Regions from separate parts of the Mus musculus genome. Here all the other regions are linked to region 2. Evidence: chromatin contacts called from public ChIA-PET data. All regions are on one chromosome and are shown on one strand. The core of a region is the stretch at or near the end of the contact, and the rest is flanking DNA. Distances in the headings are between cores, read along the strand shown.

Region 1 (4,139 bases), core at 1,077-3,576, 210 kb before region 2:
TTAAATACTTTTCAGGAAGAGTTCACCTGACTTTTTTTTCCAGAAATTTCTGGAGTATAGTAGTATCTGAAAATTGCCTCAAATGTGTAACTTAAGATTGGCTGAGGGAGATAATACGAGACTTTATGAAATCAGAGTGAAGTGATCAAATCTTTGGTGATTTCCTTCATTTGTAAACTTGGGCAAGACATTGAACTTTGTGGGATCTTGGTGGAAAAACTCCTGATCAAGAGAGTGAGGTCTACGGCCTGGGTGGAGATCAAACATGCTGGTGGGGTTGGGATTCAATCACGTTTTCTCAGGGTCCATCCTAGAACTCCTCGAGTCATGCTAATGAGATAGGCAGAATTAGCTCTTTTATAAGACCCATTTCATTAAATTTGATAAGTATATGCCTCCAAAGCCATCATTACAGTTCAGATAACGGCCACAGGACACCAACAGTCCCCACACCCATTTACTGCTTGCCATCCCTCCTTAGGCTCTACTAGGCCACCACTCATCTACTACTTTTATTATAGATTTTACTCAAAAGAATTACTTTGAGATTCATTCATGTTGTCATATACGTGATTTTATTGCTTTATGCTCTTTCCCAGAATCCCTGCCCCAATGCAGAACCTTATGGGGCACAGCCATGTAACATGTTAACATGTTAACATGTAACATGTTAAGTCTCTTCACTCTTCTGAACTGATCAGAGGAGTGTATTCTCCTTTTCTTCTCTCTCCTTAGCATGCTTTCCTTAACACTGTGAGCTTTCCCCAGCGTTTCAGACTGCACGCTTCCTCTAAAGCAGCAGTTTCTCAGTCTGTGCATCTCAGCACCTTTGGGGGTCGAATGAGGGTCGCCTAAGACCACTGGGAAACACAGATATTTAATAATAATAATTTAAGCATAATTCATACAATTATAATCATGAAGTAGCACAGAAAATAATTTTATGGTGCGGGTCGCCACAACATAAGGAACTGTATGTAATAAAGGGTCACAGCACTAGGGAGATTGAGAACCACTGTTCGAAAGCATCTCTCCTCAATACACAGCAGTTTTTCCAAGTGGAGCAATTCAGAAAGAGGCTGAGAGAAGCCAGTTTGAATCAGTCAGCTTGCAGAGGAGTTTGGGCCAGAACACCTGTGTTGAACCATCGAGGCCAGAGTTCAGAAAGAACTAGAAAGGGTGAGCTTATTCAGCAGTAAGCCTCCAAGACAACAGTTACATCTGGTGAATAAAAATTACTTTTACAATGTCCTTGTGTATGAATCAAATTTCCTAATGTTCCCACTGACCAGATTGTGTCTATCCTAGGGTGCAGGGTGGGGGTAGGGTGCTATTGCTACAGAACTCAAGCAAAACGTGAAGATAGTTCAAATTTCCAAGAATCTATTAGTTACCATGACAACAATTAAACTTGTGGAAAGACTTTGTTTTTAGAAGTCCTACTTGCTCACATCTTTGAAAAAAAATCAAATCTTAGGTCACTTTAATTGGTCACTTTAATTACCTCATTATCATTTTTTTTTTTTTTTTTACATTATCAAAGCATTTGACTAGGGGAGAATTTTAACTTTAGCGTGGAAAGAACTGAGGTTTTTCCGTGAGCTTTAGAAAAGATTACTCAGCAGGTCTGCAACATTATAAAGATTTTGATAGGTCAATAACATTTCCAAACGGCATTCCAAAATTTATTCAACGAATTACAAAGCTTAAGTGCCCCGAGTGTCTGACGAGTTACAGCTGGGGTAAGGCTCTAACTGCTGCCTTTTCTACCCCTATTCTACTCCTAGTCTATTCTTTCTACTGCTACGCTCCCCTAGTCCTCTTTCCTTTTTCCACTCATTCACCTGAAGGCCAACCTGCCTAACTTCCAAGGATGCTTGCTGGGACTGCTTTCGACTTGGTTAAAGCCCATTTCAAAAGGCAACCGAAGCCCTCACTTTGTCACCCTATGCTGGGGTTCTAGAAACAACAACCCCAGCTCCGGCACGGGCCAAGGCAGCTCACCTTGGCTTTCCTTCGCCTGCCCGGAGCGCCGTCCAAAGCGCACCTGCATCTTTAACAAAGCTGATCCCGCGAGTCCAGAGCAGGTGATACTACTTCCAAGCTGAAGTCAGCTACTGAGCGATAACTAAACCATTTGGTTGTTTAGCAACCACGCCGGAAGTGACGTCAGTCTCCAATCCAGGAACCAGGAAGGAGCCCTGTCCGCGGCTGAACCGAGGCCCGAAGCCCGGGTGTGCGCGTGCGCAGTGCAGAGCAGTGGGCGAGCCGGCGCTAGCAGTTCACCGGCTGCGTAAGGCACGAGAACCAACCGGCCGACGCTGGTGCTGATGCTGGCGGCCCGCTGCGACCCAGGCCTGGGTCAGTGAGGAGCCCTCGGTCCCGCTCGGCCGCTGCCGCTTTTCTCACTCGCTGCGCTAGTTTGGAACCGGCCGGTGTGCGAGTCGAGGCCCAGGCTGGGTGCGAGCTTCTACTCTGCGCCCCGCTGGCTGAGGTGAAGGACAGCCCTTTGACCACCGAGCCACAAGGATTAAAGGACAGAAAAGGTGTTTTTAAATGATTTGATTTATGAGGCATAGTCAGGACTATATGAGACCCTGTCAGTTGTTACGTAGGACTATTAAAACTTGAATGTTGTCCCCAGAACATTCGCGTTGATACCTTTAACATACATTAAACTGCTTGGTAAATAACTTGTAATTAGTGTACTTCGGGAACCAGTCAGTCTCTAATGACACAAAAAGTGGACTGGCACTTGATCTCAGCAGAGGCTCTCCTGACATATCGCTGTACAGCTGATTTCATTACTAAATTAAAGGAAGTGCGACTTTCAATAATGAACGTTCTAATGCATAGTTGTGCTATCTCTCCTCAGGTTTTCTATCAGAGATGTTCCACTGTAATAATGCTGGTAAGTATGGAAGGATTAATAAAAATTTCTGGAGACGGAACTTTTGTGTACTTGTGCTAAGCGAGTTGAAAGCTCCGCAGGGCTGGAAAGGTCAGGGATTGAACTGTCTTTGTAGGCCAACAGCCGCTTGCATAGTTTGTGAGGGAGCACGACGCCTAGCGAGAGATCGGTGAATTACACAGTGCTAGCTGCATCCCCAGCAAATTGTACCTTTCTCTTCCTAAGGCCCTCTTCCCACAAGATAACGCAGAGTGAGCAGGAAGTTCCTTCACGGGACAGAAACTCTGAGCTGAGGGACCTCACCACAAGGGACAACACAGGTGCCCTTTAACCTGTTCACTCTAGAGTTATCCTTGAAGCAACTGGGGCAGAGTATATAACTTAGAAGGCAGAAGCTGTGTAGACCACGTCTCTCAGTGAAAATTATCAGGAGTTTTACCAAATTAGTTACAAGTATTGAACCTCATAAAATATCTCAGTAACGTTCTCATATGGTCTTATATTTCAAATAGGGTCTCATATTTGACTTGAAACTCCCGATTGCAAGTGCCTTTTCCATACAAGTTGGTCTAGAACTAGTTTTTTTTTTTTGGGGGGGGGGTTGGGTTTTTTTTTTGTTGTTGTTGTTTTTTTTTTTTTTTTTTTTTTGTCTCGAAGCTCTTTTGCACCCTAATTGGAAACAGAATTTAAATGACTATTGAGATATTTTAAAAACAAAATCAGAAACAAACAAACAAAAACCCACAAATGACAATTAAACCACTCATTAAGATCTGGCCACTGTCCATAAACCATTTTATGCGTGCTATACTTAGTTATGTGTATGTTTGTATATGTGTTTGTGTGAGAGTAAGTGCACATGATTGAAGGTGCCCAAAGAGACTAGGGCTGTCAGACCCCCCTGGAGCTTCAGTTACAAGTAGTGATAAGCCACCAAAACTTGGATCTTCTACAAAAACAGTCAATGTTCTTAACTGCTCAGCTGCCTCTCCAGCCCCTTATTTATTTACTTCTTTGGGGTGTATGTGTGTGTGTACTCGAATGTAACAGCCATGGCATCTAGAGACATTAAGTCCCCTGGAGCTAAAATTGTCCCACCTGACTTGGGTTCTGAGAAGAGCAACATGGGCTCTTACCCAGTGAGCCATCTCTCCAGCCCTGAGAATACTGTTTTGATTTTGTTAATAAAATGTGTTACTGTGTGTGTATTGAGTGAGTGTGATGGTGT
Region 2 (4,394 bases), core at 1,032-3,531:
GTATCAAATACATGTTTGAAAATATATCATTACTTATATTGACATTAAGATTGATAACCTGAGTTTAATTCCTAAGGACTCATGTGCTGGAAGGAGACAACTAACCACCCCAAGCCGTCCTGCGGCCTCTCCACATGTGCCATAGCATCCATGACCCCACCCACATATGTGTGTGCATGTGTACACATACCACATACATGTAATAAAAACTAAGAACGTTTATACACAGCTTTATTTACTCTGTGTGATCATTCACTACAAACTGGTCTTCTAGAATGTGAATTGGCTTAAATGATTCTGCTTTTTAATTCCCACCAACAGAATTTGTGTGGCTTAAGTTCTTAAAATGTTTTAGCTCTGTTGTAGATTTTTGTTATGGTTTCTAAAGGATGTGACTTTACTGCCATTCTACTTTTTTGTAGTGTTGGGAATTGAACTTGAGGCTTCTCACATAGTAGGCAGCTACTCTGCCATTAAACTAAGCTTTTGAAATAAAAGTTTGGACGTTAAACCATACAGATTTATGTCTTGGCATTTACTTTCTCAAATGAAGACTAACTTTAGAATCTGAGGGGTATTTGGTATGTAAATTTTATTCAAAATTTGCCAGAAAGTAAGGGAAATTGGTATTATATTTCTTTGAAAACTGAACTTAAATAAAGTCAACTTTTTGGGAAACATGGAACTGATTCTAAAATGTTATTTAGTATTATGTACTCATTAGATTAGAGTTTGTATTGCTAACTCAATAATTCATAATTGGGTTTTATCATAAATGGATATTACCAGTTGCCATCCAGAACTTGAGTAAGATAGATTCAGTCTTGATTAATTTTTCTTTATACACTAAATTGTGCAAAGTTGTTTATGTTACATCTACTTTGATTTAATGTTAATTTTCTAGTGTGTTTATATAATAAATATTTCAGTTTTAAGCTACTACTAAAGAAAAGTAATGTGAGTTTTATATGTATGTTCACTTTTTTTATAGTCAGAAACCAACTTAAGTAAAGAAATGGAATCTGTAATGAAAGATATAAAAAATACCACTCAGAAGAAATACAGAGACTATAGCAAGACCCCAGGCTCACCAGACAACGAGTTTCTCTTTATGTACTCTGTTGCTAGGTAGGTATGTGTAATATATATTAGTATTTCCTTAGTATTAGTTTTTTTTATTGTTTAGTGAATCTTTGTTTTATGTTACCATCTGTTTTTGTGTAAAGAAAGGATATGTATCTTTAATATTTGTTAAAAGTATATCTAGTTTTACAGCCTCCCAGGAAGTTACTTCCTGAAGTTATTTTTAAATTACTTGCTGAACAATTCGGCTGTTGTTGAACATCATGGAACATAAGGGGGAAAGTATATTATTAACACTTGGGGCTGATAAGTCCCTTAAAATATGGCATTTTACGTATGATGAAGTCTTGGCAAGTGCTTATGCTGAGAACTAAAACATAGTGTTACATGCCTTCATTACAAAAATGAAGGCTGCAAGAGAGGAACTTATTTCTTTGAACCAAGTGAGAGCTCTCCTAGTATGTTAAGAAATGCCAGCGAAGGAAGAGAAAGCAAGAAGCCAGGTGCTCTGACCTCTGCTCTGGCTGGCAGGGAAGCCAGATGCTCTGGCCTCTCTGCTCTGGCTGGCAGGGAAGCCAGGTGCTCTGGCCTCTCTGCTCTGGCTGGCAGGGAAGCCAGGTGCTCTGGCCTCTCTGCTCTGGCTGGCAGGGAAGCCAGGTGCTCTGGCCTCTCTGCTCTGGCTGGCAGGGAAGCCAGGTGCTCTGACCTCTCTGCTCTGGCTGGCAGGGAAGCCAGGTGCTCTGGCCTCTGCTCTGGCTGGCAGGGAAGCCAGGTGCTCTGACCTCTCTGCTCTGGCTGGCAGGCTCAGGGAAGCAGCACCTGTTCTCCTCTTTTGAGTTAGGGAGCATTAGCTTAATTTCTGAGTAGCTGGATCATCATCAATGCACACATCTAGGCAGAACTTTTGGAGAATATGTGAAAATGGAGAGCCGTAAAAGAAGGAAACAAGGAAGATAAGATGTAGGTATATACAACTAGACACAAACAAACACATCCTGCTAAAGCCGAAACTCTAGAGCCTCTTATATCCTTGCAAACATACTTCTTATTTTGTTTATATAATATTGTGGTTGGTAAGATCTAGAGAGATGATGGGACTTGAAGTCATCCAGCAACTTACTAGCAGAACTACAGGCTGGACTTGAGAGATCGTTTGAGTCAAGATTCAGTGGTTTTGGTTTTTCAGTTAGTCATCTTTCTTCCTGTCTTGTGTTCACCTCTTTTAGGTTGTGTTCTGTTTTTAATCTCTTTGCCCCACTCCCATAGCAGTGTAATAAAACAGTAAGTGAAAGAGTTTATGTAACCTTTAAAACCCAGGAAATGAATCCAGACTTAGAAGAATTTCAGCAAGCAAGTTAGCGCTCAAGATAAGGAAGCTACCTCACTCTTCAGACTGTAAACATAAATGCTGGACCCAGATTGGTCTAGAAGTGTCTGTGCATTAGAGAACGACGGCCTACTCTGTGGTCCTAGGCTGTTGTTATCCAGAATGCTTTGTTTGTTTGATTTTTAGATGGTGAGGTATATAATTATTATTTTGTTTCTGGGGAGTTACTGATTACTACATACTTATAACTATGCTTATAAAACGAAATTTAATTTAACTTTACTAAGGATCTAGGATCATGCATAGTTTCTGTACAATATGTAATTATTATATAGAAATATTGAATGCAGATAAGCTGTTGTATTTACACACATACTCCTCTCTGTCTCTCTCTGTCTCTGTCTCTCTCTCTCACACACACACACACACATCTCACTTGTATATCATGCCTTCAGTTTCACTAGAGTTGGCATTACTAGGAGGTCCTGAGATCCTGATTGGATGGGAATGATCAATACATGGAATTTTCCTGTAATATGATAAATTAAACAATTTCATTAAGGTAAATTTAGCTGCAATTTAGGTCCTTGTGTTTTGCCTTAAACTATAAGTAACTTATGAAAGAAGGCTATGGTAACAGTAAGATGGACTCAGTGTTCTTCTCTTTTATAGAGAAGCAAGGACAGGGATCAGATGGTAAAGGTGTGGGCAGAGGAACAGGAAGTCACGCTGCCTTCCCCATCCCTCTCTGAACCCTAGTAATAAACTCAGACCGTGAGACAGTGACTATCTGCTTAGAATAATCAAGCATGTGCAGAGTTTCAGTGAGCTTGCAGGCCTCCTGAAGTCTCACTTAGCTGTTGCGAAGAAAACAAATGAAGGCCAAAGTGACTCAAAATTAAAATCTGAATGAAGGAAAAAGGGTTTTATCATACTGAGCAGAACATAATGGCAAGGCTTTTATTTTCCTCTAACATGCAGCTTGTTTCAGTATTTTATTTAAATATTTAAGTCCTATGAAATATGTCAGTAACTACCTTTCAGAGAAAATATTTCTGAAACTATTAACTATTTATGAAAGAAGTTGCAGTCAAAAGTTATTCAAGTAAGTATTTATGAAATAAGTTGTAATTCAAGCTTACTTTAAATTACTTCATTTTTAATTCTTTGTGATTCCCAGAACTTGAAGATATATTTATATTTGGCATTTTATTATGACATAGCTCTAGTTTTGAGTTCAATTACTCCTTGCTGTGTAAGTAATTTTGTTTGTTCATTAGGGAGCATAAGACTTGATATTTGGGAAGAGAGTATTTCTTTTGATGGCTGGAGAACTCAGTATTTTGATGGAAAGGGTGCATGTCTTTGTTTTTAATTTGATTTATATGAGGACCCTTTTGGAAAAAAGTTGTTTTTTTTTTTTTTTTGAAAGCAACAGAAGGGAAATTTTTGGAATGTATTTTTGAAAATTAATTCTCAAATTAACCATACCAACTTTATATGTTTCAAGCTATTCTGAAATTTTTGTTCTGTTGCAAATATTAGTCATAAAAATGGACTATGAAGAGATTACACTGGGTAAGGCTTCCTTTAATATTAACTCATTACTGCATTACTGAAACTAAGACAAACATGACTTTCAGTAATTGATTTTCCCACCAAGGACTTTTGTATCTAAGTCAGGAACAGAGGTGTTGGTCTGTAGCTCTAGGTGTGTAACTGTGAGAAACATGGAAATGGTAGAGAGAAGACAGGGGAGCATTGAGATGCAGGTGAACAGATCTCTCGGGCATGAATGGATTGGTATTCAGTAGAGTGAATATATATCTTCATATGCTGTATTGTAAGTGTAGATCTTTTGTTTGTTTGTTTGTTTGTTTGTTTTGTTTTTGTTTTTTTCAAGACAGGGTTTCTTTGTGTAGCCCTGGCTGTCCTGGAACTCACTTTGTAGACTAGGCTGGCCTCGAACTCAGAAATCTGCCTG
Region 3 (4,266 bases), core at 975-3,474, 130 kb before region 2:
ATACTTGAAAATGCTATGCCTTTGTATCATTTAGGCATCTCTACCTGTATACCAAATAAAGCATCTCATAGTGATGTCCCAAACTGAATAACACCACTGCCTTAGATCAATCATTCTGTGTACAGGGGAAGGGTACAAGCCACTCTGACATTTAGAAATGTACATGGGATTTTTTCATTCATGGTGACTGACATGCAACTTTTAATTCTTCCACAATCACTCTCCAAAAAATTATGAAGTTCTCCTTGTTCAATACTGTAGAATCTTCAAATGAATACGCTGAATTCTGATCGTAGAACAATGATGTAGACATACCTGTGAAACTTACCTGGTTACAATAACAGGTAGTATGGGCATGTGTGTAAAACATATATTTTGAAGGTGATAATTCATTTCCTTGAGTTTTGCTAATGGTACCTTTTATTATATTCTCATGAGAATGGTAGAAGGAAATAAGATTTTTTATATTATTTAATATAATTTATACAACATTACATTAATATTTGCAGTATTTGGAGAAAATGGTTATGTGAAACACCTTTTGCTTCTGAGCACCGTGCTTGTGAATTTCACAAACACCAGTAAATGAAAATCAGTTTGTTTTTATCACTATATATTATTTAACTTTTTAATTATTTGGTGGTACACATATAGTCGATTCTAATTTTTCTTTTAATCACATAACTTACTATTATGAACATTTAAGTTATCTAAGTGCTTATTTATTTATTTTATGTGTGTGTCCTGGGAGTATGTATGTGCACTGTAAGCGTGCAGGACCCAACAAAGATGAGAAGAGAGTGTTAGAGTCCCTGGAAATGGATTTATAGTAGGTTGGGAGCATTTACACACATGGTATTTTTCCACTGTCTATCCATGCAGGCAAAACACCCGTACATAAACTTAAATCTTTAAAAAAGGAAAATTTAGCATTTATGTCTCACAGTAAGTAGAAACTTGAAAATTTTTTTATTGAATGTAATTAATCTAAAGTTAAAACTACCTGAGGATAATACTAGTAAATTCTTTTTTCTTTGGCCAAAATGGCATGTATAGTTAACCTATAAATGCATTTCTTCTTCTTCTTCTTCTTCTTCTTCTTCTTCTTCTTCTTCTTCTTCTTCAAATTTTAGAGTTTATCTGTTTGGGAACTTCCAAAATGCTCTGAGATTATGAAGTTATTTTGTGAAAGTAATTTTTATATTCCAGGAACACTGAAGGAAAAAGATGATGTCATAAGGAAATTGCACCTCTAAAACGTTAAAATTGTTATGTAAAAAGTGGCAGTCCTGACTTAAGTGTGAAGTCTCTCAAACTATTCTAAATGTACTTCTTTCCTAGCAAGAGACTTTTTTGTTTTGGTTTGGTTTTTGGTTTTTAGAGACAGGGTTTCTCTGTGCAGTCTTGGCTGTCCTGGAACTCACTTTGTAGACCAGGCTGGCCTCGAACTCAGAAATCCGCCTGCCTCTGCCTCCCAAGTGCTGGGAGCAAGAGACTTTTAAAAAGATTTGTTTGTAATCCCAGCACTAGGGTGGCTGGAGGCAGAAGCATAGTTTGGGATCAGCTTGGGTTACTCATTGAGTCAGACTCCAACATCAAAACAAGCAAAGATAGACAGCAGCAGCAAGAGGGGGAGCAGTAAGAGCCTGGTGATGTAGGTGAAGTCCCAGCACTTTGTACTGAAGCAGGAGTTCGAATCATTGGCCAGTTTGTGCTTCAGAGAGCTAGCCTGTCGGAAACCAAGCAACTGTATGGTTTTTTAATTTTTTTCCAAAACCACAACACCATGCAAGTCAAATACATTGCAAAAGGCCAAGCGTGCTGGCGCACCCCTTTAATAATGCCAGCACTCCCGGAAGAGGTAGGCGAGTGTCTCAGCAGAGGCAGGAGGAGTTTGAGGGTCAGCCTGGTCTACAGAGCAGCGCGAGTTCCTGGATAGCCAGGACTACGCACGGAAACGCTGTCTCAAAAAAAAAAAAAGGAAAAAAGAGACAAAGGGGGAAAAAAAGAAAAACCAAGCGCTACAGAAGAAAGAAGGGAAGGCTCGAACATACTGCCCAGAAACACATTAAAAACAAAGATCTCCACAAAAACACTTCCTGTCAGCCCCTAACATTCTGCTGAGCAATTTAACAATTTCTCGGGCGGGAGGGCGGGACTCCTCCTCCGAGGATTGTGGGAGGCTGCGGTAACGGCGCGTGCGTGGAAAGCAGAGCCGGGCCACTGCGTCCGCGGCCACGCCCACCTGTCCGCAAGGGCTGCCGGGAAAGCCCCCATCTTTAAGCGCGTTTGGCTGGCCCGCCGGCGCTCGGAAGTCCAGGCGCTTCTGTCGTTGTTCTTGAAGCTGTGGTGACCGTGGGATCCGAATCTTTGAGGTGAGCTTCTTGGAAACTGAGGAGAAGGTACGAAGGGCTGTGCTATGCGCAGGCCTCACCTTCCTCTCCGCGCCGCCGCGTGGGCCGCGCGGCCCGTGGCCGTGTGCTGGACCGCGGCCCGAGGGGGCGCGGGCCTCGGCGAGGCCACGGAGCGGGCCCCGGCCAGAGATGCGGGCGCCTGGGGCTTTCCACGTGGCAGGGATCCCGGCGGGCCGGTGTGGGAGGATGCGGCTCTCGCGGGGCCTTTAGGCAGAGGCTCGCCGCATCCTCACGGCGTCCTTTCGGTTTGTTCCTTGCACCCCTTTCCTGACTGGCCAGAGGCGGATGTTTCGGACCATTTAAGTCTTTAGGGTGGTCGGTGCGGGTTAAACGCGACAGGGTTCTGTGGGGACTGACTGGAGGCCGAAGAAGTGGGGGCCGCTATTGGGTTCCCAGCGTCGCTATCTTTTTTTTTTTTTTTTTTTCCTTCAAAGAACTGCCATTGCCATTCTGTCTTCAGTGTGAAACAGTCCCTAAATTGGGTAGGCCGCAGAAGTCTTGCAGGGGCTAACTAGGTCGTTATTGACCTGTGTCTCTGTAGTAATGAGAAGTGAGATTGTTGGTAGTGGGAGACAAACCAGCGCCTGTAACAGTAAATTCTGAAGTGGGACGTGTACTTCGTAGATTTCCCATTACAGGACCAGTGTATCGCCAGCAGTCTCCAGCATTTTGAGCAATGTCTCAAGAAATATACCAACAGTAACTCATAACTATATTCAGCTGCTGCAGATAAACTCTTCAAGAGCTGGTATACTTCCGTACAATATGGTAGGGTGGTTTAGTAAGGCGCTGAAAGCCAGTAAGACAGAAGATCCGGTTTGTGATTTCTAGCAAACCAGTATCACAGTCCCTCTTTATTCTAGGATTGTTGTCAGACCGTGAAACAGGAAAGTGGCTATAGAGTTAACCAGTGTAGTAGTGTTTTAGGCACATCCTTACCTTCCAGCGTCCCTAGTTTAAAATTTTTTGTATCTGTGCTCACAAGGTCCCATTTTTCTTGTATTCTCCTATATAGTGTCTAACACCGTAACTTTCATATCTGAACTCTATTTTCATTTTTACCAGTAATAAGTTTTGGTAAGTCAGCTGTGACTAATTTGAAAAGAAACGCAAATAATTGGCATTGAGGGCTATAGGAATATACTGCTGGCAGACTATAATACTGATATTTTTAAAGCTAGAAATGATTCAGGGGTAGTTAAGTGGACATTTTCTGCTTTTTTGTTTTTATCGCTGAACTTTGCTTTACCAACTACATGAAGAGTTTGGTTACAAAGTAGGATTTACTGGGAGGAGGGGTTGTTGATCTGAGTTTTCCATCCATAATCCAAGGTGTTGCTTTGTTGAGATGTATGAGAATTCATAGGGAAACCTGTAAGGTTAGGAATTCTTGAAATTAAAAAAAAAGTGGCATACTTTTTACTCATTCTCTTGTATTGACTATTATATAAAAATAATAACCTTCCTACCAGTGTGAGAAACTTTACAGATAGCCACAATGGCTGAAAATGGAGATAATGAAAAAATGACTGCTTTGGAGGCCAAAATCTGTCATCAAATTGAGGTATGATTCTTGTGTTGTTAAATTGTAACTTAAGATGAAAACAGAACATCTAATAGCGATATGTGGGCTTTTCAAACAACTGGCTTAGCTTTGATTCTTGGAGTTAATATGAATGTATTCATATTAGGGCAAAGTTAGAAGTCTCAAGAATTACAGACATTCCAAAGGTAACACTGTAGACTGGTGTTTATTTTTGAGACACAGAGTTCCCAAGTCTGTAAAATGGAGGTAATATTTGTAAGTTGATGTGAAAATTAATGGTGTGCCTAATATCTAACAAGCTAGCAT

Evidence for each region. ChIA-PET counts read pairs in DNA pulled down with a chosen protein or histone mark.
Region 1: an RNA polymerase II ChIA-PET map of memory CD8 T cells shows a contact between it and region 2, with 38 read pairs. The contact joins the promoter of Phospho2 here to the enhancer-like site in region 2. A contact is called at or near these places in 3 of 39 promoter capture datasets (the 3T3-L1 cell line and the C10 cell line), 3 of 115 datasets of contacts at active chromatin or transcription factors (CD8 T cells, effector CD8 T cells and memory CD8 T cells) and 3 of 9 other capture datasets (adipose tissue, liver and pancreatic islet).
Region 3: a contact with region 2 is called in an RNA polymerase II ChIA-PET map of effector CD8 T cells, with 46 read pairs. The contact joins the promoter of Ssb here to the enhancer-like site in region 2. A contact is called at or near these places in 2 of 39 promoter capture datasets (the C10 cell line and hippocampal neurons), 1 of 484 Hi-C or Micro-C datasets (gonadal supporting cells), 4 of 115 datasets of contacts at active chromatin or transcription factors (CD8 T cells, the SCID.adh cell line, effector CD8 T cells and 1 more) and 3 of 9 other capture datasets (adipose tissue, liver and pancreatic islet).

The regions. Positions count from the first base shown.
Region 1 is chr2:69,787,411-69,791,549 of GRCm38.p6, forward strand. It overlaps Phospho2 (phosphatase, orphan 2), which reads left to right and starts at 2,327. Exons shown (of 4, transcript NM_028521.2): 1 at 2,327-2,546; 2 at 2,876-2,911. Ccdc173 (coiled-coil domain containing 173) reads right to left here and starts at 2,076. Exons shown (of 9, transcript NM_001077684.1): 1 at 2,005-2,076. The coding sequence starts at 2,053.
Region 2 is chr2:69,992,685-69,997,078 of GRCm38.p6, forward strand. Ubr3 (ubiquitin protein ligase E3 component n-recognin 3) reads left to right here. Exons shown (of 39, transcript NM_177783.6): 29 at 992-1,128. Among named protein-coding and RNA genes, the nearest start is that of Myo3b, 44 kb to the right of the region's middle. Within about 2 kb of position 2,282, at least 40 of the 459 cell types and tissues checked have an H3K27ac peak or open chromatin away from gene starts, as enhancers often do. A contact at or near this core is called in CD8 T cells, effector CD8 T cells and memory CD8 T cells, where this site is marked.
Region 3 is chr2:69,859,338-69,863,603 of GRCm38.p6, forward strand. It overlaps Ssb (Sjogren syndrome antigen B), which reads left to right and starts at 2,225. Exons shown (of 12, transcript NM_001110145.1): 1 at 2,225-2,375; 2 at 3,887-3,978. The coding sequence starts at 3,913.